Linked DNA regions of Mus musculus: regions 2 and 3 are each linked to region 1. Evidence: chromatin contacts called from public ChIA-PET and HiChIP or PLAC-seq data. All regions are on one chromosome and are shown on one strand. Each heading gives the region's core, a stretch centred on a gene start, on an enhancer-like site or on the middle of the called end of the contact. The rest is flanking DNA. Distances are from core to core; before and after follow the strand shown. Region 1 holds the start of Ptbp3 (polypyrimidine tract binding protein 3). Region 2 has its middle 14 kb from the start of Gm35578. Region 3 overlaps Susd1 (sushi domain containing 1).

Evidence for each region. ChIA-PET counts read pairs in DNA pulled down with a chosen protein or histone mark. HiChIP or PLAC-seq counts read pairs in DNA pulled down with a chosen protein or histone mark.
Region 2: an RNA polymerase II ChIA-PET map of memory CD8 T cells shows a contact between it and region 1, with 27 read pairs. The contact joins the enhancer-like site here to the promoter of Ptbp3 in region 1. A contact is called at or near these places in 4 of 39 promoter capture datasets (the C10 cell line, hematopoietic stem and progenitor cells, liver and 1 more), 4 of 115 datasets of contacts at active chromatin or transcription factors (effector CD8 T cells, extraembryonic endoderm stem cells, memory CD8 T cells and 1 more) and 1 of 9 other capture datasets (liver).
Region 3: a FOXA1 HiChIP or PLAC-seq map of pancreatic cancer cells shows a contact between it and region 1. The contact joins the enhancer-like site here to the promoter of Ptbp3 in region 1. A contact is called at or near these places in 4 of 39 promoter capture datasets (the C10 cell line, cranial neural crest, liver and 1 more), 2 of 484 Hi-C or Micro-C datasets (both in liver), 2 of 115 datasets of contacts at active chromatin or transcription factors (embryonic stem cells and pancreatic cancer cells) and 2 of 9 other capture datasets (adipose tissue and liver).

The regions. Positions count from the first base shown.
Region 1 is chr4:59,547,868-59,550,696 of GRCm38.p6, reverse strand. It overlaps Ptbp3 (polypyrimidine tract binding protein 3), which reads left to right and starts at 1,333. Exons shown (of 14, transcript NM_178164.3): 1 at 1,333-1,549.
Region 2 is chr4:59,293,948-59,296,776 of GRCm38.p6, reverse strand. No RefSeq gene overlaps it. Among named protein-coding and RNA genes, the nearest start is that of Gm35578, 14 kb to the right of the region's middle. Within about 2 kb of position 1,481, at least 21 of the 459 cell types and tissues checked have an H3K27ac peak or open chromatin away from gene starts, as enhancers often do. A contact at or near this core is called in memory CD8 T cells, where this site is marked.
Region 3 is chr4:59,318,086-59,320,914 of GRCm38.p6, reverse strand. All of the region lies in intron 15 of Susd1 (sushi domain containing 1), which reads left to right. Among named protein-coding and RNA genes, the nearest start is that of Gm35578, 38 kb to the right of the region's middle. Within about 2 kb of position 1,459, at least 100 of the 459 cell types and tissues checked have an H3K27ac peak or open chromatin away from gene starts, as enhancers often do. A contact at or near this core is called in liver and pancreatic cancer cells, where this site is marked.

The DNA.
Region 1 (2,829 bases), core at 84-2,583:
TGACATTTTATTATTACTTTATTTTTCTGTGACCTAGGATGGCCTGAAACATACTATGTAGCTCAAGGTAGCCTTAAACTCAGGTAGGAATTATAGGCACAGTTATGTGCCTATATACCAAGTTGCTATTTTAAAATCCCATGTGGCAATGTAGGGTGGAAATGTTTCTAAACTTAATGTTTAGATTTAACATACAAAATGTTTTTTGACATCTTCTTGAAAAGGGGAACTGAAATTTCTTTAAAAATGACCTTCCTGAATTGCAAGCTGGTTATACTTTTTTTTTTTTTTTTTTTTAAAGAAGTGTCTACTTATTTTAAAGTAGGTAATCAGGAAAGAGATTGAAGTTGTTACTTCCTTTGAAATGGTGTGGGCAGACTTTGAAGACATGGCTTAAATGGCTCAAATTTCAATGATCTGTGAATTGAAAAAGCATTCCGTTCGTTCAGAAGTAGATGTGCTTTGAAAGAGGGGGAACGTGTGTTCTCACTAGTTATACACATTATATGTACTAAATAGCTGTTTTACGTTTTACGTGTAACTTGGTTTTGCTCATACTAGAGGAAAGGGTTTTGGTGCAAACAAAACATTTTCTGGCTGTGAAATTTCGGAGATCTCTCGCGTACCTGGGAAAACATTAATCCTTTCCAATCAGGCTCCCCCAGCCCCGCCCCGCGGAAGGATGAATAAATAAACTTATAAAATACTGGCATTGTAATGGCCATTAAATAGCTATGCAATGAAAGTTTCTTTTAGTATTTGATTGTTGGGTAGAAAAGCACTCAGATTAAAACCGTGTGAAAGTGAAGATGGACTTCAGTCCTGGGCAGTCTCATCTACTTCATTTCTTTCCCAACCACACCTATCCGTCCAGTGCAGGTCTCGGAGGTCAGGGTCTGGCGGACAGGCTACCGTCGCTGCTCTCAGGTCCGGAAAGACCACTGTCCACCCCTGCCCCGTGGACGTCGCGCGGGTCCCCTGCCGTGCTGCCAGCAGTGTCGCCCGCCAGTAGTAACTCTGCTCTGCTTCAAAAGTTCCCTGGGGTCCCCAGGCTTTTCTAGCCAGCACCGTTCAGGGCCCTAAGCCTGAGTCCCGGGAGCCGGAAGGCCCGCGGGCTTGTAGGAGGGCGAGTCGCGAAGCGGGAAGCACAAGGCGCGCGTTCCCGCGAACGCAGGCGCGACGCTGGGCGGGGGGCGCGCACGCGCGCGGAGGCATGGGCGGGGGTGGTGGTGTCGGGGCGGGGCAAAGAGGCGAAGGCGGGAAGAGGGCGCCCTGGAGTCCAGCCGAGCCCCGGGAGGGCGTCGACGCCGAGGGGGCGGGGCCAGGCGAGGCGGGAACGCGCTCGCGGGCCGGGAGGGCGGGGGCGCGGCGCTGGCGAGAGCGTGCCCGGTCCCCGCCCCTGTTTCCCACTCTTCCTTCCACCTCTGACCGGCCGGAGCTGCGGAGCGGCTCCGCTCGCTGGTTTCCCGGAGCCGCCGCCCGCTTTCTCCGCCCGCGGTGAGCCCGTCAATCCCCGCACAACGCGCTCCTCCATCTGGGCCATGGATGGGTAAGTGCCGGGTGGCCGTTCCGGGGCTGCGCTGGCCTCGTTTCCTCTCGGCGACGCGTCCCGCCGAGGCCGGGGAGCAGGGCGCGACGCCGGCTAGCGGAGGAGCGGCCCGGGGCTAAGCCCGACGGCAGGGACCTTGGGAGCGCGGGGGTCTGTCCGCCGCGGTCTCCGCTTCCTGCGCGCGGCGCCCCCGTCACGTCCGCCCCTCGCAGCCTCGGGGCGCCTTCGGGAAGCAGAGACGAGCCAGGGCCGGGGTGCCGGGCCGGACTCCCCACACTTCCTCTCAGAAAATGGTGCGCGGCGCTGGCGGGGGCGGAGGCTGAGGCGGCCGCGGCGCTCGGGGAGTTGCTGTTTACCGGTGGGGTGGGGCGCGCGGCGGAGCTTTCCCCCGGCGGCGGGCCCGGGCGAGCGGCGACAGCCGTCTGGGCGGCGACCGGGTCTCGAACTGCGGGCCCGTGCGGGTCTCGGAACCGGCGGGGTCTCCCGATTTGGGCTGTGAGATACGTTAACCACTTCTAAATACCGAGCGTCTGCACTTTATCACCAGGGACGCTTCCTCTTCGTTCCCCACCCCCAAGAAACTTCGTGAATTCGCCTCGGGCGATGTCAGATATTGTGTAAGTGTAGATTTCCGGGCGCTTTCAACTGCTCGGTTTAAATGGGGTCTGTGACTAAAAGGGGGAAAAAAAAAAGAAAAAAGAAAAAAAAAAAAAGATTTACAGTCACCTTTTCCGAGCTCGTAATTTCTCTGGGAACTCTGGAACATGGGGCAGGACCTGATGTATTTTAATAAAAAGCGTGAATTGAGGGTCATATAGTCAAGATTAAAAAAAACCACCAACAACTCCAAGTCAATTAGAAATTCCACCTTTTATTTATTTAAACCTTTGCCGTTTGAGTTGTTCCTTAACCCCCTCCCCCGCCGACTTTTGTTGACAAGGATTCTATAAACTGCGGAATGGTGGAGCATATAACTTGTTTGAAAAGTAAAATACATTTAGTAACTTGCCGCGTAGTTGATCATACGTGTTTAAGTGAGGACACTAGAATTTTACAATTTTTGCCCTCGTTAGGTTTCGTTTATCTTAATTTCACAATATTGTGATATATGGTTTATCTCATTTGAATGCAGATTGCACACTGCTGCAGATATCAAAGTGCAATTTTAGATTTTGATTTATGGTTGTGATGCTCTTTAAAGTATTTTTATTTAATGGGAGCTACTTTGCGAGCGAACGCTTCACCTTGAGCATTGGCTTCTCATTACCCGACTCTGATTC
Region 2 (2,829 bases), core at 232-2,731, 250 kb after region 1:
AATGTCCATATTGCATTTCTTTACTAACTCACCTTCTCAGCATCTGTGAACAACATATCTCTTCCTTTTGTAGACAGGTTCTTGCCCTAGCCTATGATGGCATAGAGTTCATTAGAATCCTGCTGCCATGGCCTCCAAAGTGCCAGGAATGCAAGCAAGGGTTACCATACCTGGCCAAGGCTTCTCCTTTCTCTACATCTGAGGGTTTTGGGTGTCTGTCTGTCTGTTTGACTGTCTCTGTATCTGTCTGTCTGACTGTCTGTGTTTGTGTGTGTGTCTGAAGAACAACCAGATCCCCTGTTGTTGAGTTCCTTATACAGACTTTGAATAGTAAACTCTATTGGGCTTATGGTTTTTGACTATTTCCTCCCATCCCTGGATTGTCCTTATCATTTTGTTGGTTTGTGTGTAAAAACTTTAGTTTGACAGAAGTCCCATCTCTGAGTTTTGCTAGAGGACAGAAAACATTGTGACCTGGAGCTTTGGCTTCATCTGTCTCTTTCTTGTATCAATGAAAGCAAAGTGATGTGACAACTGTGAGAACGGGGGTTGGGAGGGTATAGAATAGAGGTGAGAGATGAGCCCCTAAACAAGGTGCCACAAAGAACAGCTGCTGGTTTTTTACCCTGAGTCACACAGGGGTTTCTCCACCCTTTCTGCTACCAGATACCTGGTTCTTTTCTTTTATGTCTTCATACTCTCCTTTTTCTTTCTCTCTTTCTCTCTTTCTTTCTTTCTTTCTTTCTTTCTTTCTTTCTTTCTTTCTTTCTTTCTTTCTCTCTCTCTCTCTCTCTTTCTTTTCCTGTCTCTTTCTTTCTCTCTTTCTTTCTTTCTTTCTTTCTTTCTTTCTTTCTTTCTTTCTTTCTTTCTTTCTTTCTTCCTTCCTTCCTTCCTTCCTTCTCTCCTTCCTTCCTTCCTTCCTTCCTTCCTTCCTTCCTTTCTTTCTTTCTTTCTTTTTTTTTTTTTTGAGACAGGGTTTCTCTGTGTAGCCCTGGCTGTCCTGCAAATCTCTTTGTAGACCAGGCTGGCTGAAACTTACAGAGATCTGCTTGCCTTTGCCTCCTGAGTGCTGGGATTAAAGGCATGCATGCCTAGCCTGACGTTCTTGTTTGGAATTGATGGCAGACAGTTGACCACCTACCTCCCTTTGGTGCTCCTTTTCTTACACCCTAATGAAGACCAGATGTGTGTCTCTCATTCACTGGTGGCACCAGGGGCTTCCATGTCACTACTAAGCTCAGCTTGCCCTGGAATTTGCCACGTAGCCCAAGCTAGCCTCAGACTCACAACCGTCCTGCTATGGCCTCCTGACCACACACATGTACTACCGTGCTGTCTCCCAGGACAGTTCCCAGTTAGACTGAAAGTTTAAAAGTCAGCTGTTTGGGGTTTGTTTTGTTTGTTAATTTTACACTCATCCTTAGCAAATTGGCCCTGTAACTGATCAAAACAAACCGATGATGTCATTTACTTTCATTATGACTCCTTGTGACTGGGAAATCAGTCTAATCTTTATTTTACATTAGTCAATCTGCATCTCATCCTCCCTCTCCAGGGATGGGATTATTACCCTGTGGGTGGGGTAGAATAACACAAAGTATGATGGAGAGATTCACAGCTGGAGACCACCGTAGGCAGGGTCGGAGCTGACACTGAGGGACTGGTAGAGGTTAGCCTGTCTGAGACTCTAAGGGAAACCAGAGGCAGTGTGTATTAATGTGTGGGTTCACATAAGAGTATGAACAAAAGCACAAAGAAAGGGGGTGTTAAAGACTGAAATCGAGGGCCAAGAGAGGAAATAGGGGAGATATTAGGAATGCAGAAGCAATATGGTGATTCATTGGATTGCCTCAGTGCTGGGAGGTAGGAAAGGGGAGGAGACAGTTGCTTATCAAACCTTTCAAAAGAACATTTAAAGACAGAACATGTGGCCAGGCCCAAGTTCAGTGGTGGAATGCTTGCCTGGCCTGGGTAAGGAGGAACCTGGGCTCAATGGTCAGCAAGAGGACAGAAAGGAAGTGGGGCATTATGACTAATGAAACATTGTCTTCAGGCACGCTAGATATCCACTTAAGTTGTATTTGTCGTTTAAGTAGTCACTTGGAAAGACTAAGCACTACTGCAAAAGATCTTGAGAGATCCCCTTTTTAGTAATTAATTGCCTTCAGAACTTCTCTATGAGCCACAAATGGGCACCAGCATTATAGCCTCAAAAAACCTGTCTCTGTTTCTCTGTATATGGCGAGAACATATATGGACATAAAATGTATTCCATTAAAATGTGGCTGGTTAGACATTTCTTCTACAAACTAAGAGCATGTGGCAAATTGCTTGTATCTATTTTCCAAAAAGATACAACTTAGGGAGGATAGTTCAGAAGATTTCACTCATAGAACAGCGAAAAAGAAAGGCAGGGGGTACTCCAGACTAGGAGAGCAATCTTCAAGGAGGGAGTCGGACATTCAGAGCAGCCACAGTGGGGCACCTCCATGGAGAGGTAAAGAGGCAATGTTTCATTTATCTACTGGGTTTCTGGTTTTAATCATTGTGGTTGGAAAGCTGCTACATGTGAGTTTCTGATCCACCCGGGTCTCTTGCTGGTAGCTCCTAAGGCAGTCACTAATAATCAGGTCGTCCGCCTAAATCACTCATAAACACCTTAACAAATGGTGGGGGAAGATGAATCAAGCTTTGCGTAGTTTAGGTAGAAGGTCATCTAGAAGGAGAATCTGTTTGTCAGAATTTCTGACCACCAAAAAACCCAGACATGTGGCCCTTTATACACAGCTTGGATTCTTTATGTCTTCAGATCCACTGGCCTGCAGCTCT
Region 3 (2,829 bases), core at 210-2,709, 230 kb after region 1:
CTCTGTCTCTATCTCTGTCTCTAAAGGTTTCCCTAGGGATATTGGGAATCTCTCTGTCTCTCTCTGTCTCTCTGTCTCTGTCACTCTCTCCCTCTCCCTCTCCTCCCCACTCCCCCGCATTCACCTTTATCTGGTTAGTCAGTCAAAGACTGTTCTAAGTGACGCTGTGGAGAATGCACTCTGAGGATGCAGCCTTCAGCAAGGAGATTCTTCCAATAAGCCTGACCTGTCACACAAACCCTTAAACTTGGGTCTACAGGTCAGAACTTAAGTCTTGAAGATCCTAGGGGTGGGCCATATTTGACACTGGAAATATTCTGCTAGCTTTGAAAAGCCACATAGCAAGGAATGCAGGTGGTCGGCAGGAGCTCAGAGACAGACCTCGCTGATAGACCATAAGGAAATGTGGACCAAGTTCTGCGACTTCAAGGGACTGAATTAAGCTGACAGTGGGGACAAACTCTGAAGCCTTCTTCCCCAGAGCCTTCAGATGGGAGGGTGAGCCACTAACACACGGTGATGGTGCTGAGCAGAGAACCCGTCACAGTGTGCCTAAACCGGGAACCACAGGACTGAGCTAATGGGTGGGCTTGTAGCTGAGCAGTGTGTGAGATTACAATAAAATGAATTCAGCATTTATCAAACATTACCTCTGCATCTATCGCCTCCTTTGCCCCGCTTTTCTGTGTTGCCCATGGTGGAGAAGTCAGATAAGAATAACACAGAAAGGTCTGGAGAGATGGCTCAGTGGTTAAGAGCACTGACTGCTCTTCCGAAGGTCCTGAGTTCAAATCCCAGCAACCACATGGTGGCTCACAACCATCTGCAATGTGATCTGACGCCTTCGTCTGGCGTGTCTGAAGACAACTACAGTGTATTCGTATACATAAAATAAATAAATATTTTAAAAAAAAGAATAACAGAAAAAAAAAGAACACACTAAATCATTACTTATTCTTCTGTGTTCAAATGAATGTACCAACTGCTCTCTGGATGTGTCCCAAGCCAGACTGAATCATGGCATTAATTTATTTCTACCATTGGATGGCAACAGTTGCTTTCAGGAAATGACCATACCTGTGTACATAATGCCCACACCCAGAGGAAGTCGTCAAGATTGTCACAGGGTCTAACTTCCTCTTCAACACCTGTGGTCTTTCTATCAGTAAAAGATTAAAGAGAAGCTGCGTTTGCTCCCAAGCAGAGTCTCTGCAGAGAGGAGGGCTATAGTTCAAGTGTATTTACTTTCTCTAAGAATGACTAACAGCACATGAGTTTCTAAGAGAATATTCTGCAGATGATTCAGAGGGAAAATAAAAGGCCCCACAGCATGAGACTGGAAGGGAGGGGAGCCCGAGAATGGCAAGACCATAAAAAGCCTATCATTCAGAGTGGCCACTTGTAAATTTTATTAGGCATTCGCAGAGGATGAAACTGTACAGCCACACCCATGAGCGCTGCTGTAGACTTTGAGGTTGTATGATTAGCAAACCGAGAAAGACCTGTAGCCAAGGACTGGAAACCCGTGCTGGGAGCCAAAATCCAAGGATGCTATGCAAAATAAAGGGCACTTTCTTATTTCTTTTATATCTGTGTATGTGACGGTGTCTGTGTGAGTGTATGCCATATAGGAGCAGTGCCTTCAGAGGCCAGAATGGAGTGTCAGGTCCTCTGGAGCTGTCATTACAGGTGGTCCTGAGCTGCTGGTTAGCAGGGGTTCTGGGAACTGAATTCCACTAGTGGAGAAGAGCAGCCTGTGCTCCTCCGTCTCATCAGCCTAAAGGTTACTTTTTAACACTGACTTTCAATAGTAATGTCTAGCGCAAGGGATAGCATGTCTCACTGAGGAGGTGGGTGCTGCTAGTGGATGGGTCAGGGGAAAGTTGGCGTCCTCAGCTCCTATTTGCTTCTGTCTTGCTGCAGTGTGAGGAGTGTCAGTATCTTCCCACCTGTTTAAAGTTCAGCGGAGTCACACAATTTCCAACTAAGCCAGATAAACAACTGCCAGCGACCTTTGTGAGACCTGGAAGAGAAGGCTAGGGCTGAGCAGTAAACAAGGACTTTGTACAAAGAGGGCGCCACCATTCTGAAGGTAGCTTGAAGTCAGGGCCAGCCCAAGTGATGGCTTGGCTCTCATGCATAGCAACAGTGACAGCATCTCTAATGAGTCAGTGTGGAGCATGAGGGGCCCCGGGTGTCTCCCCTTTTCTCCTCTCACAGACTCACTCATTGGCCAAGGAAGTAGGACAGAAAGCAGTGTATTTTGACTTCTGCTAACAGTTAACAGTACCGCTGTGGACAGAGTGTGCGATATGAGGGCGGTAGATAGGCCTAGGAATGGGCTGGAGAACAATGCAAAACCGACATCAGCTAGCTAAGGAGTAACTCCTGATGAGCAAATCCACAGCTCACACAGCATGGACTCCAGTCCACGGTCCTTCAGTTCAGCATTTTCATTCATCAAAGACTAAAGTGTGGAGGAAATAGGTGAGGAAAATACTGATAACCAAAACTGGAGAAGTGTTCAGAGCATAAAAGTACCAGAATCTCTTTAACCCCTTTATCTCCAACGCTATATTCCCTCCTTGTCTCTGTCTCTGTTCCTCGGTGTTTCTCTCTCTCTCTCTCTCTCTCTCTCTCTCTCTCTCTCTCTCTCTCTCTCTCTGCTTTTGTTTGTTTGTTTTGTTTTGAGACAAGGTTTCTCTGTGTAACCATAGTTGTCCTGGACTTGCTCTGTAGAGCAGACTGACCTTGAACTCAGGAATCTTTCTGTCTCTGCCTCCTGAGTGCTGGGGTCATTTTCTCTTAAAAACCAAAGCCTCGCTGATT